2 separate regions of the Triticum aestivum genome follow, and region 2 is linked to region 1. The links are chromatin contacts, called in public Hi-C maps. All regions are on one chromosome and are shown on one strand. Each heading gives the region's core, a stretch centred on a gene start, on an enhancer-like site or on the middle of the called end of the contact. The rest is flanking DNA. Distances are from core to core; before and after follow the strand shown. Region 1 holds the start of LOC123050415. Region 2 holds the start of LOC123054974 (microtubule-associated protein RP/EB family member 1A).

What was found. A called contact is a pair of places that touch in the nucleus more often than the background predicts.
Region 2: a Hi-C map of leaf shows a contact between it and region 1, with 3 times the contacts expected there. The contact joins the promoter of LOC123054974 here to the promoter of LOC123050415 in region 1. A contact is called at or near these places in 2 of 5 Hi-C or Micro-C datasets (both in leaf).

The regions. Positions count from the first base shown.
Region 1 is chr2D:614,174,648-614,181,399 of IWGSC CS RefSeq v2.1, forward strand. LOC123050415 reads left to right here and starts at 2,451. Exons shown (of 2, transcript XM_044473216.1): 1 at 2,451-2,664; 2 at 2,847-4,238. The coding sequence starts at 2,462. The coding sequence ends at 3,987.
Region 2 is chr2D:614,800,094-614,806,845 of IWGSC CS RefSeq v2.1, forward strand. LOC123054974 (microtubule-associated protein RP/EB family member 1A) reads right to left here and starts at 3,558. Exons shown (of 8, transcript XM_044478860.1): 1 at 3,300-3,558; 2 at 3,051-3,119; 3 at 2,860-2,946; 4 at 2,138-2,244; 5 at 1,932-2,053; 6 at 1,587-1,663; 7 at 1,170-1,283; 8 at 279-656. The coding sequence starts at 3,419. The coding sequence ends at 534.

The DNA.
Region 1 (6,752 bases), core at 1,201-3,700:
GTTACGCCCTAAACATAATTTTATATTGGTTAATAGGAACAATTAATGGCACCGTTGGAAACTACACATTGTGCTAGTCAAATTACATATATAAATTATTTTAATCTGAGTTACAGTTGTTAAGTTACAACATGACCATGTTTAATACATTCTCTGTAAATAATAAAGGTCAGAGACCTAAACTGGCTGAAAGCAGAGTGAAAATGGGTCTAGCCTAGCTGAACGCAGAATACTAACCAGCGCCCAAGTGCGTGCGACAGTGGTTACGGCAGTTAGGTCGAAACCCAACATGGAGAGACAAAGGAGAGGGAACTTGCCTCAGGAGCAACTAACGGAGGAGTACTCCTTCGGGAGCCCCGCAACGGTCACCATGGGTGGGCTGAGAGCGCCACTTGGCTCGCTCTCAGCTGCCGTCACGTGTTGCGGTCAAGGCGCTCCCACCGTTTTTTGTTTCTTTTATTTTCCACACGCGTTTTTGGCTTTTTAGATGATTATTTTCGGGTTTTTCGGCTTTTTGGTTTTCCATTGGTCTTTCTTAGCTTTCGAAAAAAATCGAAAAACATTGTGCAAAGAAACACATTTTTCCTTCCGTGAGAGAGGTACGGTTTTGCTTTCGCGAGAGGCGTGATCATGCCTCTAGGAAACGAAAAAAACCTCGTTTTCCTTTTTTCCTTCCGCGTGAGTCATAGTTTTGCTTCCGCAAGAAGCACGGATTTGCTTCCTAAGAGGCACGGCCATGCCTCTCGGAAACAAAAAAGACATATTTTTTTCTTTCATGAGAGGCACGGTTTTGCTTCTGCAAGAGGCATGGCCGTGCCTCTCGAAAACGAAAGAAAACATGTTTTCTTTATATTCCCTCCAGAGAGGCACGGTTTGCTTCTGTAGGAGGCATAGATTTGCTTCCGCGGGAGGCAACGGTCGTGCCTCTCGGAAACGGAAAAAAGGAACTCGTTTTATTTTTTTCCTTTCGCTAGAGGCATGGGTTTACTTCACGTGGAGGCACGGATCTGCTTCCGCGCGAGGTACAACCGTGCCTCTTTCGGAAAGGAAAAAAAGTGCTCTCGGTTCGGCTTTTTTGTCCGGTTTTTGTCATGAAAAAAGATGGTCAAAACCTATCAACATAGAATTTAGTTTTGAAGATCTCCACGCGAGGAATCCAAATGTGAAAACGGTTCAAGATTTGGACGCACGATTTAAGAGATAAAACGTTTTGAATAAATGGATCTATGAGAAAAAGGAAAAACTCTCAGTGCGTCGCTTGTCGTGACCTAGGGAGGTGTGAGTGATCTTTGCAAAGAGTGCTTCTTTATTAGTTATTTCGGCACTTAATACTAGACCACAGGTTAATTAAACTAAACATCAGTATATTTTGTAAAATGTATGACAGACAGACGGGCAAAACACTTCCTACTTTCTTAGTAGGTATAGATAGTAGGTATAGGTTGGCCACATTTAGGGCGAGAAAGTATAGGCACCTCCTATATGCCCCTCTTTGCCTTCGATTCACGCGCGCCCACAGGAACAACACCCGACTGGGCCAGCCCATAGTCACGAAACAGTGAAAAACTCACCAAAAAATGAAAGCGGGTGCGGGGGGTCGAACACGTGGACTATTGGAATTACCATCTCCTACAGATCTAACACCCCTCCCTAGAAATCTTAAACATTGGATAGAAATGTTCAAATTTTGAAAAATTCAGAAATTGTTCGCGTTTTCAGAAAATGTTCGAGAATCGAATAATTGTTTGGATTTAACAAAAATGGCCGAACATTCCAAAAAATGCTCCTGTTTTCGAAAAATTGTTCAGAATTCCAAAAAATGTTTGCGTATCCATATTGTTTTCGAATTTCAAAAAATGTGGGCATTTTCAAATGTTCTCTGCATGTTCAAATATTTTTCAGTTTGAGTTTCGAGAAATGTTTAAACTGGGAATATTTTATAAATTTCTGCAATATTTTTAAAAACACGAACATTTTATGAAAAAGGGTACAAATTTTCGCAAACACGAACATTTTCTGAAAAAATCGAATCAATCTTTAAAAATGCAAACATTATTTAAATTTATGAAATAAATTTGGAAACACCAAAAAAATGTTAATTTTTTTTCTAAATGCGAACATTATTGAAATTTTGAACAATGTTTTAACAGCAAGCAATTTTTGAATTTACCAACAAAATTTGAAAAGAAGAACATTTTTATAATTTTGAACAAAATTTTGTATCCGAGTACATTTTTTGTAATTCTGAACAAATTTTGGAAAAAGTAACATATTTTGAAATTGCAAAAAATATTTTTAATTTTCGAACAAGTTTGAAAAGAAAAAAGCTTGAAATTTAAATGGAAAAAAGGAAAAATTAAAACTGCTCAGGGAACCTTCTAGAAGTTTCCTAAAACTGGTAAAACCGGACAGAAAGGTTCCGAAAACCGAACGACTGGACCGGCCCAGTAAGCTCGATTTTATGCGTTTGCTCGACAACAGCGAGTCTCAAATAGGGATTTCCGAAAGTATCTCAAAAAAAAAATATAGGGATTTCCCAAAGTATCTCAAAAAGAAGGAAAGGGTAAGACCGCAACAAGACCTAGATTCCGAATCCCACCCCAATCTTCGCCGGCGCCGCCGCCGCCGACTTCGATTCCGTGGAATTGGCTCTGTCTGCCGCAGGTATTACTCCTTATTGCTCTTCCCCGTTGGACGGTTCGTCTTTTGTTTCCCAAGATCTTGATTGTGGCTGATCTGTAGGGTATCATTCACCATGAATTTTTCTTCTATTGTTGATTGTTGGTTTTGAGATGCTATTCCGACTCGCCTTCCGGTATCTAATTCTATTGTAATCCTTTATTTAGGAAGAAGAAAGATCAACATTTGGGGTCTCCTTTTTTAGGAGCAGAGGGAATTAAAATGAAGGCGCGGCAGTTGGTGAATGCGGTGCAGAGGTATGGCAGAGGCGGATTGTATACGGTGAGTCGCATGAAGGCCGAGGAGCAACTCTTCTACGGATCCACGGCGGAAGCACAAGCAGCAGCAACATCAGCGGCATCCAGGATGGAGGTCATGTCGCGGTTGCCTGCGCCCAGGCTCAGATTCGAGTCATACCGCTCAAAGTACAAGAGGCTCGATTTCCTGCCCTTCTATGGAGGAGGCAGAGGCCACGATAGCAAGCTGCTCTGCCTGGACTCTGCCGGAAGCGCCATCCTCTGCAACGCGGACGGCCGCTCCCTCCAGCCGGTTCCCAACCTTAACGAACCTAAGGGAGTCAGCCCCGCCTCCTTCTCCATCCCCAGGACCGACGCCATTGACCCCAAGCGCGCTGAAGCTCTCTACGTTCTCAGCAGATCCGCCCCCAGCCGCAACTCCTTCACCTTCGAGGTCCTCGTCTATGGCGAGAAGACTTGGCACTGGGTTGTGCTCCCACCGCCACCGTACGTCAACGACCCACTCTATGACTCCACATTCATCCAGTCCTACACGCTGCTCGGTGATGGCTCCACCATCTGCATCTCCTCCCCTGAGCATAACCCTGTCGGCACCTACTGCTTCGACACGGTTAGCCGCAAGTGGGAAAAGGCTGGTCGCTGGGCGCTGCCCTTGTACGGCAGGGCTGAGCATGTCCCTGAGCTTTCCAACCTCTTGTTCGGCATAGCCGACAAGAGTCCCCACTACTTGTGCGCATTGGACCTCTCCAATCTGGACGGGGCTCCGAAGGTGCTTAGTGACTGGCCAGATCTCGACCCTCCTCAAGGCTGGGTGCAGATAAGGAGCAGCCTGCTGTACCTGGGAGCGCGCAAGTTTTGCATAACCAAAATATTTGACATCGGCGACCAAGACACCGAAGAGGTCACGAGTGGCGTCGCGGCTGTGTTTACTGGGGTGGAGATGATCTGCGGAGCTTCTGGTATGGAGGTGGTGCAGGATGGATCATCCGAACTCCAGATGGTCAGGCACAAGTCCTTTGTCAGCTATGATGGCATCGAGTGTGTCCTCTGAGTTTTTTTTTTTTTTTTTTTTTGACATCAGTGTGTCCTCTGAGTTACTAGTAGGGAAGTGAATGGAAAGGAGAGCAAATGACTTGTTGGCATTTCTTAAAGGACTGCCGAGTGGTGGTTTTCATTACAACTGGATCTCTATGTTATCAGGTGAATGAACTGTAATAGTTGAATGATGGTTGTATATTGTGGACAAGCCCTTTGCTCGCCCTGCCTCGTGCTTGAAGAGTGTAATCCCCGTGCTCTATGCGATTGAAACTCAGTCATTAATTTGATATACATATTTTTAGTAGCTCAAAGTCTCTGTCGACGCTCTCGCCCTCTCATCCAGATTGAAGACTCACCGCCCTCGCCGTCGACGCTAGGACTGCGTGGCGACCATGCCGTTATGGAATGAGGCAGAGCGCCCACCCCAACTATGATGATTCGATGAGGAGGAAGGTGTATCCTATTTTCATGGCTCGGGTTAGGGTAGGGTTTCACTGATTTGAGGATTTTCTGTTTGAGTTGTATTAGCTCAATTTGGTTGGTGTTTTAGATGCCATACATGATTTCCTACAAGCATTTGAGTGGGTTAGCTTTACGATTACTCTACACAAGAGTCCTAATCAGCTACGTCGGTGGAGAGGGGGTCCTCTACGGAACCGTCTTCCTTGTCTTAAACGACAAGGTTTCTCAAATCTTCCTTCTATAAGGCACATGGGTTGGCATGATGGCCCAGGGCAGAAACCGATCTGGGGGCCTCCGGACGGCCTCCTTGGGCCGACAACAAGAGAGGTGAGACACTCTTGAGTCGTAACACCATCAAAGAAGAAGAGAACTACTCGCAACAAACCACGGAACGGGGGAGAAATGGGTCGGCCCAGTAATGACGCAACACGAAAACCTTGAGGCGGGACGGAGCTCTGTCTCGCAATAAGAGAGACATAGCCCTCGCGCTGCACACTGCCTTGAGCCTTGGGTGCATCCGCCAGCACATGATCGCCTATACAACCCTTGAGGGACCCCCAATTTGAAGGAGGCGGCCAATCGCAGTGGCGTTGCTCAGGAGGGGTGGTCAACATTTTTTCTATGCACATTTAAGATTTTACAAATGCTTTATAAAAAATCAAATGCAAGATTAACATTTTTTTAATGGATGGTCAACAGTTTTCTATACACATTTAACATTTGCCAATGCTTAACTAGCATTTTTAAAATCTTCAAACTTGTCGACGTTTTTTTAAGATGCTTGATTAACACTATTATATACAATGATAAAAAATCATTTTTAATGCATGGTTAGCATATTTCTCACATTTAACATTTTCCCAACGCTTGGTTAACATTTTTGAATTACTTGTTCATCATTTTTTTTCAAATGTTTCATTAATATTTTTATATACATGATAAAAAATCATTCTTTATTAATACATGTCAACATTTTTTGTATACACATTGAACATTTCTCAAATGAATGATTAACATTTCTCAAAACATTATGTAAAGTATATTTTTGTAATATATATGTTTAGAATATTTGAAAGTGTAAAAAAAAGTAAAAAAAAGAATAAAACATGAAATAAAAACATGAAAAAACTGAAAAAAAAACTAGGCGTGTACTACCGCAAACTGGGCGGCCCAAATGCTCACCCGCACTGAGAGTCACTTCAGCGAGTCGGAAGCTCGACTCGCTGAACGCGAGATATAAGCACACCACCTTTCACGTGCACCGGAATGCCCTGCGGCTCGCGCAGTCTCTACACACGCCGAGGCCCGTTAACCTTTGACCGTGCACTATAAAGGATGGTATCCTTCCAAATGGGATAAGAGAATTCTTATTAGTCTCTTTCTTTCTCTCAATTGAATAAGTAAATAGCGAACCAACCTGTGGATGGATGGTTAGAGGGACTGTGTTATCCCCAGCCCACCAGAGTTCAAATCCTGGTGCTCGCATTTATTCCAGGATTTCCGGTGATGCGCATTCAGTGGGAGGAGACGTTCCCGTCGACGACGAGACGCTTACGGTGACTTCGTAAATTTCAAGATGATATGCTGGCTCAGTCTTTCGGAGGCGCTCATAGGGGTAGGGTGTGCGTTTGTGCGTTCATAGGGGTGAGTGTATGCGCGTGTATATGAGCGCTTGTGTCTGTACTGATATTCAAAAAAAAAATTGAATAAGTAATTGGAAAATAAAACAGCAAGAAAGGATCCTATTCTATTTTCTTGTATTACCTTGAATCTTGGGTATATTTTGTAGAAAAAAAGAAACTCCACACTTAGTTGTTGATAAAACGAAATGCCTACATTTGGTTTACAAAACTAGTTCCCCTAAAAATAAGTTCAAAACTAGTCTAGGAAAAAAATAAAGGCACAAATTTCCCATTCAGTTCGGATAAAGGCACAAAGACTATTTTGCTTAGCAATTTCCTTTTGCTTCACTCGGAACCCGAGTTCAGAACATGTTTTTTGGGGTCTGGGGAGCACATCTAGATGTGGCTCCAAGTATTGCATATCTAAATGACTCAAATATAAAAAGAAAAAGAAAATACTCAAATGAATCTTCACATAAAATCAATGACATAGGACTTATATGTACAATACTTGGGGCATATCTAGATGTGTTTTTAACAAAAACTGTTTTTTTACCAGTTAATCATGAATCAATTGGATATTTTGTTTACCTCTTTTGTACTCCCAGGAGTACATACTCCCATCCATTAGCTGCTCCTTAATGAAAAAAATAGCTCCTTTTGGATGGGATATACCCTAACAAACTAAACCAAC
Region 2 (6,752 bases), core at 2,308-4,807, 630 kb after region 1:
TCAAGTTGTCATCAAAGTAGAAAAGGAATTACTAGCACACAAAGCATTAAAAGAACGAAAGGACCAAGTTCAACATGGTAACAGATCTCTGGGTTTTGGGGATAGGATGAGAAGCTATCAAAAAATATTTAAAGTAGCATACATTTCTTCACATAAAGAAAATGAAGAAAACTTTGGCGCATTGACGCCCATAAAAGATTGGTGATTCTCACTAGCACAAATGCAGGAAAAGAAGTAAAGAGCTGTCAAAAATCAATGTAGTAACAAATCTCTGGGGATTGGGGACAGGAGTGGAGTTATCCATGAATATGCATCATAACTAGCCGCGTGTTCTTACATAGAGGAAAAATTGTCTTTCGATAAGCCGTGCCACAACAGAAGACAGTTGCAGGTGACTGGCCATGAGCAGTTCCCCATGCCAAGTGTTATTTTCTACTAATTTACACATTAGGAGCTACTCAGATTGATAGTAGGAGAACCACAAAATTCTCCACTAAAGGTTTTGGAGGGTACGGTGCGTCCCGTGGCACTTGTCACTCTGCTTCATCTGAGACTGAGAACATGCCTGGTGACCTGGTGATTATTTCATTAGCCTCGGGTAATGATGAATCCTTCGCATCAGCCGCATAGAGTATCTTCCTTATCCCTTTGGTCATCTGTCAAGACAAAATGTGATGCTTAACAGTCAAACCCAAAATAATACAAAGCAGGAATCGTAATAGCAATATACAAAACTTCCAATACCAAAGTTGCTACAACTGGAATGAACCAAGTTATTCATGCCCAAAGGTTCGGACCAGTATTAGGTGTGAAGAGCAAACCAGATAATAGTCATGCAAACATGGACATGAAACAACAATACCATGTCAATGTTGCTCTAAATTATTTGTTGTTGCCTAAGCTGTGAGAAATATTCTAAAGATCGGTGTGATAGAGAACTATCTTTCGTACTGTAATCAAAGTGCCAATGAATAGTGCAATACAAGGGACTATGTTAACACAATGTGGTATTGATTAGGAATTAAACACACCACATTGACTTGGGGGTCCCTCAGAAGCTTCTTTGTCAAAATAACTGAAATTCAGACACTCATGCCCTTGAATGCAGATGAGTACAATAAAATTAAAAAATGCAGAGCTCTAAGATTTCCAAAAGATATTTGTTTTACCGGTAGATGCTCCAACTCAGGTCTTTGACATAATATCTCGATGTCACGCAGCTTTGAGAAGTAGAAATCTCTTTCTTTCTCAGTGTTGTCCACAGAAACCTTCAGATCTGCAATCTGCAATCCAGTATATATAGTAACATCACCAACTAGATGAATTTATCATCCTCAATAATACAACTTGCCCAGATTTATAGCTGCCAAAGGTGAACTCTACAAATTCCACCGGTATAGTGAACAGAAGCTAGACTGAGGTTTTATGGCTATATATAAAAATAACTTTAAACAATATAATTTCGAATAAAACTGGAGTGACATACTCATATAACAGTCTACAGTATAGATACATGGGTGTTTCCACAGACCACAGTATAAGATACTATAAAAATGAAACAGCACCTTACGTTACACACTACTTACCTTCTCAGATAATTGTTGAATCTGCTCCATGTAATGCTCTTCGTTAACAGCATTACAGACTTTTCCAATTGGAGAAGCTGCGTAATTGAGTTAGCATAGAGTCATTTAAATATTTAACGAAGTCGCACAAAGCCTCTATACTATTCCACATAAAAATGAGCATAAAGCCATAAACTGATAACTGATGACAAGCTTCAATTAATGCCTTTGCGTTTTATCAAGGAGCATCACCAATTTATTAAGAATAGCATGGAACTGATCTTGCATACTAAAAAAGAAAGAAAAACGTATACTAGAAGAAAGACATGTGACAAGTACCAAGATCAATATTAGAATTCAGGGCACCTCCATCTGCTGAGTTAGCACTAGATAATCTGTTGGCTTGAAGTGATTTGGATGACTTAGTGGGACCCTTGTGGCTGCGCTCTTTGCAACCCCTGGACCTCCTTTCTACAGGATTGTAGTTTCTAAAACAAGAAAATAGTCTTGTCAACTCAATAGTTACTGACAAATTGCAGTATCTTTGCATTTAACACAACCATGGCACATACTCATTCATGATTCCACCATTTACAGAATCACAATATCTTTTCAGCCATTGCAGAAACTCCAAGTTGTCCAATGGCCGTCCTTTAACAAGTTTGTTGACCTCAATATTCTGCAGAAGCATCCATCCACCAATCAGCACAACATAGAACGTTCGATGCTACAGATTACCTCGTATAGTAATAAGAATAGAAGCTGAAGTACAGAGATGAAGCACCCTTAGCTAAGGTTGCTAAAACACAGGCCATAAAATCGACAAAGCATTCAGAAAGCACAACTCATTAAAACAACAACCACCACCAGACTATCAAGGCCTTTCCTGATATCAAGTGTCAAGTGCTGAACACAGACAGCCACAGAACACCAAACTTTGCCTTGTAATGTGTCATCACACGCCTACTTCACCCAACCAAACTTTGAAAATTAGCTTTCAATACACAAAAACACAGGTCTTAATCTCAACCACATCCCTCCTCACTGTGCACAACAATGAGCATAACTTGAGTACTGCACAGCAAATTTAGTCCGTCATCGAATCATCTTGCGGCTATACCACACGCTGACATCAATTACACACATCTGTTCCAGATTGAATCCCCACACACCGCATATATAAACCGAACTACTGTACAGACAGATCACCTTTGCTTTCACAGATGACAAAATGCAAGACACAATCACGGATAAATCCACGGGTCAAGAGCCAAGCCGGGAGAATCACTCGTACCTTGCCTATCCGCAGCTTGTTGAACACATCCTGGAGAATCTTGTAGTTCTGGATCATGTCGTACTCCGTCTTGGCATCGAAATTCACCTGCAAAACACCCCCAAAATGAGCTTCGCATCGCAGCCATCCAAGCCGAGCCGCCTAAGCGCAGCGCTCGAGAACAGATCAATCGGGGCAGAACGCATCCTAACCTTGTGCATCGGCACCAACCCAGGGTGAACCATGTCCAGCAGCTGGCACTGCACCGCCCCCGACGCCGCCTGCATCGAAACAGACCAACAAAGCCCCCAAATCAGCACCTGCAAAAGCCGAGCCGAGCCACGCCGCACCACCCACGAACTCCCCCGTCCAACACAGCGAGGCCAGTCTAGCACGCGGGGAACGCGGGGAACGGGGGACCGGAATGGGGGATCGGAAGCAAGCGTGGCCGACTGACTGACCTCCTCGACCTTGTTGAGGGAAAGCTGCAGCGTGGCATTGACCCAGCTGAGGATCTCGCCCCGCCCCACGAAGTAGGCCTTGTCCATCAGCCCGAAGCTCGCCGCCGCCCCCGCCGCCATCCCCTCCGCCCCTCCGGCGATCTCTCCTCTCCCTCGCGGCGCTGCAGGACTGACTGGGCTGGGGAGAAAAGCCCGTGACGAAACAACTTTTCGAAACGCCTCCACGCGGAACGGCGAGCGCAGCAAAAACAAAAACAAAACGGCACGCACACGCACAGCTACGCTAAGCTATGCTAGCCAGGCGTCCGGTCACCGCCCGTAGCGTCACCGCCGGCCCGGTGACATATTTATCGCGTGCTTAATTTGAAACGGCGTGGAGGGTAACGCCAGGGCTGGGCCGTGAGCGGTGATGGGATCCAGAAAAAACATCTCCAAATGGCGGCCTGGGGCCCGGCCGCCTTTACTGGCTCCCGTCCGTCTGCCCCGGCGCCCGCATCGATGCGCGCCGACAGGTGGGTCCGTGGTGAGTGGGATCAGGTCTGGGTGTGCTCGGGGCCAAGGCCGACGGGCTCTGTGAGGCTGGCTCGTGGGGCTCGCATCTTGCGGGCGTGAATGCGGGTCAATTCTCAAGCGGCTTGTATTGATGCCGGTGGGCCGGGATGTCGAGCGTCGTTATATCTGGGGGCCCGCGTTGGAGTGGGCATGGACCGTGGTGAACGGAGTACCGACCGACTGGGCCGGGTTGTGCGTCGTGGAGTACGCGAGGCCGTGGCGGCGATCGAACGTTTTCCTCAGGGCTTCTTTTCTTTTCTTTTCTTTTCTTTTTTGTACAAAGGGCTTCTTTCTTTGAATTCTTGTAGAAATTTTGTTGGATTGAAATCCTTAGAAAAAAATTTACTTTGGTTTCTTTTTCTGATAATCCTAAGGCATAGAAGTATCATGGGTCTTCACAAACACGCCTTTACAGAAAAACAACATTACATTACAATCCTTGGGAAATTTTCCTAGTTGGTCATTTCATTTGTAGAATTGAAGTATATGAGATTTTTCCATAAGAAATCCTCTGTAGGACATTTCATAGTTTTTTAGCATCCAATGAAACCTCTTGGAAAGAACAGTATATTTTGTATGTTCAACTAAACAGATGATATTTCTTGTAGGATTCAAATGGACATGACATTGTAATCCTACGTATTTTACACTCCTGTCTTTCTAAGTCCTGAAATCTAAGAGCCCCCTAACATATTTGTTTGTTGCCTCCATCGCCGGTGACGCGAGCAGCCCTACCCTGAAACAACATCCCCTGTGCACCCTTGGCACAAACGAGATGTGGGCAACGCTTGGCCATCGAAATGCAAAGTCTATAAGGGCATCTCTAACACCGGTCCTCAAACCACCTGCAACCATTTGGACCGAGTGGTCCGGACGCAATTTGCCATCCGACACGGTACCCCTTCGGTCCGCAGACCGGTCCGATTGTCGCTTTCCCGCTAAGCGGAGATAAATTGGGGGGAGGGTGCAGGAGTCCGGACAGCTGAGATTCCAACACCCCCTACCCACTCAAATCCCTCCCGCGGTCCACTTTTCTTCCACTCCACCCCTGCTCACCACTTGCCTTGCATCCGCACCACCCTCGTCCGACGTCGCCGTTGTACCTCTCCGGCCGCCGCCCAGGCATCCTCGGACATCCTTAGTCCCCACCCACACGCCTTCTTGTCTTGGACTACGGCACCGTCCACAGGATCCCTCTACAACCAGGTACCCTCCGTCACCCCTGTCGACGCCGCCCATGTCAGTGACCACACCCTGCAGGTGTTCGGTCAAATACATTGCGCTATTTTGTTGAACTTTTTGATGTTTCTAGAGCAATTCAATGGTGGGTTACTCGGTGATCAATAATGAGTTGGTTTGTGATGCGTGGTTGGTCGTATCGGTGGACTTTGTAGGCATGGGGCAAACAGGCTCGACCTTTTTGGCACCGCGTGAATGCTTCATTTCATGAGCAAAAGCATGTCACACCCTAAGACATGCACGTCATCCATGAGCCCAATATGAAGTCGCTAATGCATTGATTGTACATCATCTGCAACTCCGTTATGGAGGTTTGAGGTGTGATTCACTGAGTGAAGACAATGTGGTCATTGGACTCGTTAATCTTGGAAATCGTAAGTTTTGCTTCATGTTGCTCTACATATTGGTTAATTCATTCATTCACCCAACGTTGTTCTACATGTTGTAGTGCGGTACTACAGTCTACAGGATCGCGCGCAGGTCATTCACGCACACACATTGTTGGACGAAGCTCGAGGGGCAGTATATGTGGCACAACCTATGTCCATTCCGACTGGAGGATCTTTGAATTTGGGATCGATGAATTCTATAGACTTGTTGGACATCGAATAATCTCACACGTAATATTTATATTTGAATTATGTTGTACTATGGATATTTGGTTACTGTTTTTCATAATTATTTTGAGTGTTGTGGATTAAAAAATACTGGAGCGGACATTTAAGGGATAGGGTTGGATTGTCAGCTTCTGCACAAGTGTCTGCGAAATACAGTGTCCATTTTAAGAGTCGGCGTTGAAGATGCCCTGGACTGTTACGCATAATGTTACGTGTAGATTGTATCGTGCGTAGACTGCAACGAGAAGTGGGCAAACCCTTTTCATTTTGCCCCGCGTAGACTGTTAAGTGAACTAGATGAATACAGTATTGTGGACTGTATTTTACTGCTCCAACATTGGCCCTGTTTGGTTCAATGAGTTAGAGTTAGTTTGGGTTAGTTTGGACTCAACTAATTCAAAAATATCCAAACGGGAGGGTTAGTTTGGGTTAGATGGATCTAACGCACCCAAAAAATTTAACCCATCCAAAAGGTGCTTATTTGGGTTAGTTTTTCCTGGGACCACTAAAAAACACATTTTTCTCTTGATCTCCCCGCAGCAGATCCCTCCCCACTTCCTCGAAACTTCTCGCCCTCTCCCTCCCCCCTCTCGCATAGCCCGTGAAGGCGCCTTGCCGTATACGCGCTCCCGTCCACTGCCGGTAACCAGCCTCGCCCTATCCCCCCGTTCCAACCCCCTCGTCGCCCGTCCGCCCGCCGATAAGTAGTCGCGGCTCCATGCGTGGCCCGTCCCCGTCGGCCTCGGTCAGCGCGACTCCTTGCGCAGGGACGGCGGATTCGGTCGGCGGGCTGCGCGAGAGGCCAGTGCGGCTCCTTGCCGGGCGCGTCCCCGTCTGCCTCGGCCAGGGCTTGCTCCGCTCTGCCAAATCCGGCAGGAAATAGTGTCCAAAGTAGCCAAATGATTGAGAAAGAGCATTTACTGTTAATTTAACCCTTTCATCCAAACACCTTTTTAGTTAGAGTTAGTTCAGGGTTAGAATCTAACTCTAACCTCTAACCGAGTTAGAGTATCCAAACAGGGCCATTTTTATCTGATTCTAAACT